2 separate regions of the Anser cygnoides genome follow, and region 2 is linked to region 1. Evidence: chromatin contacts called from public Hi-C data. All regions are on one chromosome and are shown on one strand. Each heading gives the region's core, a stretch centred on a gene start, on an enhancer-like site or on the middle of the called end of the contact. The rest is flanking DNA. Distances are from core to core; before and after follow the strand shown.

The links. Hi-C and Micro-C count contacts between places; a contact is called where the count stands out from the background.
Region 2: a contact with region 1 is called in a Hi-C map of liver, with 4 times the contacts expected there. The contact joins two enhancer-like sites. A contact is called at or near these places in 2 of 7 Hi-C or Micro-C datasets (both in liver).

The regions. Positions count from the first base shown.
Region 1 is chr3:24,453,174-24,457,386 of Taihu_goose_T2T_genome, reverse strand. No RefSeq gene overlaps it. Among named protein-coding and RNA genes, the nearest start is that of CNIH3, 16 kb to the left of the region's middle. Within about 2 kb of position 2,081, at least 1 of the 3 cell types and tissues checked has open chromatin away from gene starts, as enhancers often do. A contact at or near this core is called in liver, where this site is marked.
Region 2 is chr3:24,899,775-24,904,411 of Taihu_goose_T2T_genome, reverse strand. The region is part of intron 3 of LOC106031534 (a long non-coding RNA gene); the gene reads right to left. Among named protein-coding and RNA genes, the nearest start is that of PPP2R5A, 11 kb to the right of the region's middle. Within about 2 kb of position 3,006, at least 1 of the 3 cell types and tissues checked has open chromatin away from gene starts, as enhancers often do. A contact at or near this core is called in liver, where this site is marked.

The DNA of each region.
Region 1 (4,213 bases), core at 832-3,331:
TGAATGTCACTGCTGCCAGGGGCGGTTGTCTAACCTTTCCTTCTGCTAGCTGCTCATTCCCAGTCCATCCATTTTCCTAGCACCACCAACCATCTGTCAACACACATGGCTTGTTTAAGTTACCGACTCCATTAAATACTAATTTTTAGCTAGATCAATTTTACTGTGTGATTAAGAAGGGGGAGGGGGAGGAATGTCCCTTTTCGCAGCATTATTGCATGTCCTAGATTGGCTTCAACTAATCTGAAACTTCTGCCCTAAATCAAATAAAGGTGTGAGGTGCCAACAGATGCAATGGCATGTTCAGAGTTATACAGCACATTCCTAGCACAGCTGGGCTGAAATCCCTGAGTGATCAATGGCTTTGATTTTATTTACCTAACTTTTTTAATTTCTCCATTGGTATCTTTCCTCCTTCCCTGTACTTCCCCAGGAACAGTACACAATCTAAGTGATGATGAAGCAAAGCTACAGTACCCCATCGGAGCAGAGCAGCAGACAACACTTTTTGAAGAAGAATGTCTGTTTATATGATTTTCTATTGTCAATCAGCAACCAATAACTGCGTGCTTTTTCTCAAAGATTTCTCTTTAAACAGGACTGTTCAGTAGTCATAGCAATGAATTGGTCAGTTAATTACTTCTTCCCTTTGATATCTATGCTTAAAGAGAAAAGAGAAAAGCAAAACAAACAAACAAACAAACAAAAACACCACACACAAAAATAGCAAAGAGAAGGGACAGTCCTGCCTTGCTGACACAGAGGTGTTTCAGTAACGGAGAAGAGCACCTGTTTTCCCTGGCAGCTTCCACTCTAGCACTATTTACAATTCACAAGATCCTTCTTTGATTACAAATGAGTTGATCATTCCAAAATTCTGTCAAAAACATTTGTGTTTTCTCAGTTGTGTTTTCTAAGCTCATAAATTGCAAGTCCTCCATGTAACAAAACTGTTTTCAAAGCTTCCTGAACCAAATGCTGCACTTGCTCCAGCCAAGTTTGTTTACAACTTTGAATTAATATTTGCTCTCATACATGGCACAGTGACCAAGACTTGTTCTGAGTATGCGAGGTGCCTTTTGGCAAAATAATTGCACAGAAAACACTGGTGGTAGAAGGCACTGCACTGTGCTTCAGGTGGATGTGTGGCAGAGAATACATCACGATTTCACATTCAACTCAGGATGGAAAGCTTTTCAGACTGACATCAACACTACAAGTCACAGCATGTTCTGGAAGGGTTTTCTGGGGAGCAAGATGAAATTTCTGTCATTTGGGGTCTGAGAAGGTCCTTCAGCCTCAAGAAAAAAGAATTTATCCATCTTCTCTGACATTTATTTATATACAGCAACCCTAAAAAGCCATTTTCAACTTTTGAACTCCTGTGACTTAGTAAGATGGCACGATCTGTATTACATCTGCTGTAGCAGTATTTAAACAAACATACTTTAAAAATCTTGCTCACACCTAGCGTCCAGAAATCCTATTTTGCATGTATTATTTTTATACCTCAATATTCAAAACACAAGAAGGCAGGAGTTTGACCTGGTAATTATTAAATGTTGCATCCTGATACAGAATCAGCTTGCTTGCTCTGTACTCTATACTTGTTATTTTATTCTGTGTACCATCTGCAGGAGCCAAGTCTAACATTCACGTCTATCTCCTCTGACTGCTGTGTAAGTCAGCAGCCTGTCCTCTTTTCACCCCTTTTCACATTCACATGCAGCCCTGTCAGGGGTTGTGCAAGAAGCAGATTATGAGGGTGGACCCACTTGTTTTGATCTCCTGACAGAGCACTCCAGCTCACCCTGCTCTCAGCTCTGGGGCTGCTCCCACAGTCACCTTATGGCTTTCTTTTTCCAGTCCTAAGCTCTCATCTTCTTTCACCTTTTTTTTTTTTTTTCCCTCCCTGAAATACATTAATAAATGAATATGTGCATCTAGCAGCCATCAGCTGCAAAGCGCTGGTTTGTCACAGAAGTGTAGTGTGGAAGAGGGATGTGTCTAGAAGTTTAAGGCAGAAGGCTGCACTATCACTAGGTCTCAGGGCACTAGCTAATCAGTAGGGGTGCAGCTTTATTGAAAGAAGTGTATTTTATGATATTTTTGCATGTAACTGAAACATTTTGTTTCAGTGAAACATCAGAGAGCCTTCATCAACCACTGGCCTGCTACATCGTAGTAAGTAATAAAAATTAACCAGAGATTCTTTTCCTGAGCATGCCAGGCCTGGTATGCAGGAAGGAATAAAATACAACAACACTCATGCTCTTCCAAACATGCTCTTCCCAACACATAAACTAAGGTAAATACCTACATACATGTCAGACTTCATTATTCTTTCAGCATACTCTTTTTCCTATAAGTCAAGTATTGGAACATGACTCTTCCAGCTAGCACATATCCGTATCTTCTTTTATCTGAAAATGCAAATTTGCACAATGTGAGTTGTAGTTTCTTATTCACAGGATAAGAAAACACTTTTGAAATAAAGAATACAAAGCCATGCAGATTAAAAAAAAATAGAAAAGAAAAAGAAACAAACAAATAAAAAAGAAAAAACCCACTTCCCAAACAACCCACTTCATAATATAAACAAAAAATCTTGACCTTACTGCACTTATTAAAATCCTGTCTAGAATAGGATGGCAAGATGCCCGAGACTTTGTTTATGCTGGTTAGCAAAAAATTCTGTAAATAAAGTAAAAGGCAAACTGTTTTCTAACATGATTTGTCCATTCTGTGTGGACTAAAGTCAAGCTTTTTAAGGTGAAAAAGCAATGATAACAAACACAAAAACCACAAGTGAGGTTGAACCAAGCTACCTGTAACATGAAAGAAACAAGAGCAGGCATTATCGATGACCCCGAGCCAGCATTCAAGTCATTTAAATATGGAATAAACAGTGAAGGAACACGAAGCAAAAACAAATTTTGGTAGCAAATATCCCTGCTTCAGGATTTATCTCAAGAGCAAAAGATCCATTCACCATCTGCTTCTGAAGACTAAACCAGAATTGCACCAACTGCAGCCATACATTGTACATCAGTAAGCATCAGTATATATTCTTGTTCGATCATTATGTCGTGTTCCTTTATTCTTATCAGAAGGTGGAAGACAACCACTCTGCTTTTTCTTTGTAGTGCAGTTCAGAACACCATGTGAGAATCTTAGTTGGTGTAGTAAACAATGCATTTTAAGAAGTACTATTTCATTTTCTTGAGGTGCTCTCTTCTAGCCATTTCCATCTGCTGTTGCTTATGGTATCTTTAGACTGTAAGCTTTTGGGAGTAAGGACAAACTTTTCTTTGTGTCCTTGTAAAGATTACGACAACAGGGTCTGAAACCAGGGCAACTGGCGTTTACAGGAATCCAAATAATGACATGCAAAAAAAAAAAAAAAAAAAGCTGTGTTTTTCCTTTTAAACTGGTTTAGCTCCAACATGTGCAGTTGTTTTAAAGTATTCTTACCTTGAGTTCAGTATTTAAGCATTTTGGTTACAATTAAATCTTTTCTGTCATATGCTCCCATTAAATGTGAAACATTTATGGTCATCAATGACTAAAAAAATGGTGTGAAAAATGTAATATTGTCAGACCGTCTTACTGCTCCTTTTCTGGCTGCGGTTTCCCTGCATGGAAACCAGGTAGGGTAGAGATGAATAACTGGTGGGAATTCAGATGTCACCCCAATTCTGGGTGTAGAAAAGGCACACACACTCAGGGAGCTGAAAAGCACTCCTAAGGCACACAATATAGACATAGCTAACACAGCCAAGAAGAGGGCTCTAGGCAATAACTGACTTTGCAGCCCTGTCTAATCTCCAGTTTTTTAACTGGGTACCTTTTGATGTTGATCCTCTTGCTGTGTAACTCTTTCTGCCTGCAAGGAGAGGCTTCTTTAGTTCCATGAGACATTCCCAAACAACAGATGGAACAATATATATAACAAGCATGTGATGCTTGGTCCACTGCAATTAGATGTTGTGAATTTTGATGGTATTCTCTTATTGAAAACATCACCAAGAATAAATGTTTTATGTTCAGTGATCCATAAACAAAATAGAATTGAATCTCTCATTTACTGGATATATGGGACTAAAGCTGTATCCAGTGCTCTGCAATAAAACACAGCACATAAATTAATGTTATGGTTTGTAGTATATATACGATGTATTCTACACAGAATAAATGGCATAAATAGTTGGAA
Region 2 (4,637 bases), core at 1,757-4,256, 450 kb before region 1:
TATTCCTGAAGGGAGCAGTAAGAGAAATTGGGTGAGCATACTAGCATCAGTTTGCAGTGCTATCTTCTATCTTTGAAAACATCAGAAAAATGTGTATTTCCTCACTTTCCCCATCCTCACCAGCATCTTCTGTATAGAACCACCCTAACCATCAGGAAAGCAGTACACCTTATGATAACAACCACTAGAGGATGTGGTCTGTGCTCTTGGGAAAGCACAGAATCGCCAATTCTTGTCGGATTGGTTCAGGAGGAAGTAGAATGGAAAGTTTCAGAATCTGGATAACAACTGTGAGAATAGCACTAAGATTATTTTAACCACTTACTAACTAGAATTGGGAATGTACAATTTGTTTTCTATAGAAGAAAAAATTGGTTCCAATATTACTTTGTTCAGTTGTGTTAGTTTATAAAGATGAAAAAAAAAATCTCTCAAAATGTCTTTGAATGCAAAAGGAATCAAGCAGCAGGAGAGGCTTTGCTCACAAATTCAATCCCCTTAGCCGGTAGCATTCTGCCCAAATGTTATCTTTTATTTTATTATTTTTAACATTGTCAGACTAATGGCATTTTTGTGGCTGTGGCCATCACTTTCTGACTGCCCTATCTCAGTTTCTCTTTTTTTTGTGTGCCCTTCCTTCCCATAACACAAACCTTTACCAAAGAGCAATCAAACCTCTTTAACTGCATATGCTTCTGCTCTGGAAAATAGCCCATGCTGTTTCAGTTATCTGATCCATAAAAGATGCCTTTCCTTACCAAGTTACTAAAATTTACCTAAACTTATTAAAATTATTTATGCCTCTGAAGGCCTAATTAATGCTTAGACACAGCAACATGATAGCAGCTTGCAATCTGATTAAAGACACTCAGCATGATACAGTCTATGAAAGTAACACAAAGAATTTCAACTCTGGTCTGCAGAGTTAACAGCAACATTAAATCACGTAGCGCTACGATCCCTACAGTGACAGATTGTTTGCAGTTAAAAGAGGTCAGCGAAAACAGCAAATGTCATACAATAAATACAGGGGGAAGGGGGGCAGAAAAATAAAAAGAAACTTATTAAGACCGAAGAAATCACCATATTTTCAACTAATGTAAATTAGTATATCTTCAGTGTTGATGATGAACTCAGTTATGCAACGGAGCTAAAAAATTGGCTCAAAACAGTTGTTAGAAAATAGAATGGTACTAAAAGAACAATGGGGAAAATAAATTAATGAATTAAAACTAGTTCCACCCTGAAATATCCAGCAAAAGAAAAATAGTTTAAATAATGTGCTTATTATTTAATAATTAACTCAGATGAACAGAACATTCTAATATCACAGTGAACTCAGTCACCCCACTCCTCCAAGTGCTGATGACAGTTTCCTCTTGTTATCTGCACAAACTTCCACATATCTTCAGACCCACGGTGCTACTTGCCAAAACCAGAAAGTGGCTGGGCTGTGGTACCCGATTTCTAGGGTATGACAAGCAAAAAGCCAGTGCCTGGGAAGGGTTCCTTCCTAAAGGAAGAACAGCTGGCCAAACTGAAGCAAAACATATACGGGTTTTGCAGTTTGGTACTAGCAGAGTGACCTGGACAGGGAGTAACTGTAGGTTGTGCAAGCCCATAATGCAAATAAGTCTGAGCTGATTTCCAAGTGTTTCATAGATTAAGTACATTTCAATACAGATAAATTAAACTCTTCTGAAACCAGTTCTTGGCACCGAGGTTAACCTGCTTGGAAGAACCAGTATTTGTTCCAGAAAACTCCCTTACCCTCAAAACCAAACTTGTACACTGCACAATGGGGGCTCGGGAATCTCATCCTGGGCAAGGCGCTGTTCCTGCTAAACAGTGATAGAGATGGTAGAGCCCCAGTCCCTGGGAACAGACCCCACACTGTTTACTTGTACAGTTATAGCCACAGTTGCCAGCGATCATCATGAATCTTTTTCTACAGCTCCAGCTTTGGAGGTACTTTGGCCTTTAGAAGTCAAAGGCCTGGGCAGGTCACACCCAGCACCTACACTGGATGATGGTCATGGCAGGCAGCCTCCAGAGAGCAATTCAGTCCCCCCAAGATGTGACTTTCCACTTCAGAGTGCCTATCTTGCTCCTCTGCCTCCTGAGAGAGCCTAGGTTAGCAGGGCTCCAAGTGAGGCGCCCCTGCTAGGTGCTTACAGCTGGGCAGGATCAGGCCGTGCCAAGTGTCTGGGCGGCTGTGCAAGGCAGAGGTCATGACCATGCAGACTTTGTACTGAACTCCAAAACAAGAGACTCTGCACTAAGCTCAGAAAAGAAATATACAATTGTGCACAGAATAATAAGCCTCGACCATATTTTCCAATCCCTGGTTTCCATAGCACTTTGCAGTACTACTTGGCAGTACATCAGACACACTCTAGCATTTCTATAGGCTTCTTTTTGTATCTCACTGCTCCTCCTCAAAATCAAGGTGGCTTTCTTTACATTGTAGGGTCCCACAGTCAAATCACGTCCCTTTTCTCCTGCTTCAGAAAAGTGCCTTTCCTATTCAAAACTTTTGAAAGACCTTGTAAATCTTCCTCTTGTTCTCTCTGTGAGCCCTTCTGAAACTGCCATTCTTTTTTAATTTCTGTTCCTTCTTCCTGTTTGAGGACTTTCCACGTTATCTGGTACAGTCATTAAAGTTAATTACTCTTCACTCTGACAAGTATGTGGCATAGGCCCAGTCAGCAAATGTTCTATTCCACATTAAAAATAAAACATATTCATAATAACTTTGTCCAAGATTCATAAGATGTGTGTAGAACATACTGGCCACCCCAAATTCCTGGGATCAAATAGAGTTTAAATATTGTTTAAAATGGATGGTTTAGTTTTTTTCTAAGATAAATTACAGGACTCACTTTTGAGCCTCCTGTAGTCTCATAAACAGCAGCTGACCACCCCAGTCAATCAATACAGATATTTAAATAAGACTTTGGTAACAGTGACTTTGACGTTTCACTTTTTTTTTTTTCTCCTACAGAAAAGGTAGGCAATGGTAATAATAAAGCTGCAGAAATACATATCAGAGTTTGAAATCCTCACTGCCCTACAGGACAAACAAACACTAAAGACGCTTAAATGACAACGCAGTTTTGTACTGTTTAGTAATTACCTGCATAGACAGCAGTACATTCAACACTGGACTACAGTGAAGACACTCCTTAAAGAGTTAAGTACTGCTACATTCTCTGAAACTTCTGGGGTAAAAATTGCTGCAGACAAAACAATTCACGATTTAGAATGCATATTTGGAGGTAGGAATGGCATAGAAATCAGATATATGAGGTTATTATAGCAATTTGTCTATGTCATTTTGGAAATGCAGCGAATATTAACAGCAGTTGTCATAAGAAGTGATCCCATCTTCTACTCTTCCGAGTGATCTAGAAAAACAGCCGAGTATGCCCATATCAAATAAAACAGGAATACAACTTTTAACAATGTACTTTTTTTTTTTTTAATGAAAACTTCAGTTTGCACAATGGAAAAAAAACAGGCATAGATTTCACAGCATGACACCTGACACATGGCCCAGTACAGCTGTTGACATGGACAGAATAAAAAAATACTATGCAAGAAACTCAGGGCAAGGCAACAGCACTTACAAAGACTTTCCTCTCACTTAAACTTCTTAACAGGCAAAAAAATATTCCAAAAATCAGAGTAACCATTCTTAGGCTAGAGACAAGCAAGAAGGCCTGTGTAACAAAGCCTATTTTTGGAAGTCACACTGTTGAAATCAGTAACAGTACCGAGTATTTTGGGATCAGTGGAGATCCTGTTTTATTATGTTGAAAGAACACCTAATACTTTTCTGCCTTATTTTTCACATCCTTTATCAAGTATCATCTCAGGTGCATTGCAGTTATTTTGTGAGAAACACATTTGAAATATCTTAATTCTACAAAGTAATCCAAGCCCAAACTCAATTATGATTTTCCTTGATTGCCTTAATTTATCAGCTATGTAATGCTCTCCCATTTCATGAATTTCTAAGCTGCCTCATTATTTTCTGTGCAGTATTTAAGGCTTGAAGATGTACCACTAGTAGTGGCTGCCCAGAACACAAGAAGTTTCCACAAGCACTGGGGTAGTGAGAAGTCAGTGCATACATACATCCTATTAATACATGATGAATTCCATGGAAAAGATAATAGCTTTTTTTTTTTTCTCTCTTTTTTTTTTTTTAATTGCTATTATTTTAGGACAAGGAGAGTAAATCCCAGCAGGGTGTTAGAATTTGTTGCACAGGTTCCCAACTAATGAACGCCTGTAATACAGGAGAGATGGGAGAGGCAGGACTCATGCCAGCTCTGCAGAGATGGTTCAGGGCAGACTCATACAAATATATTTTCCATCTGGGGCCAGAAGTCGTCCTGGCTGCAGCCGGGGGAAGTGGTGGTAACACAAGCCACTGTGTGGGTAAGAAAGGGAGGAGAAGCAGTAGGAGCAGCCCCACAGACAAGAAAAAGCAGGGCACAAAGACGCTGAGGGTGACTGGGGGAGCAAGGAGGCAGTGTGTGCAGACCTGCAGGGCACAGAAGTGAGGGGGTGGCATCAGCTGGTGCCAAGGCTGAGAACCAGCGCTTTACTTTGATATCCTGCTCACGGGG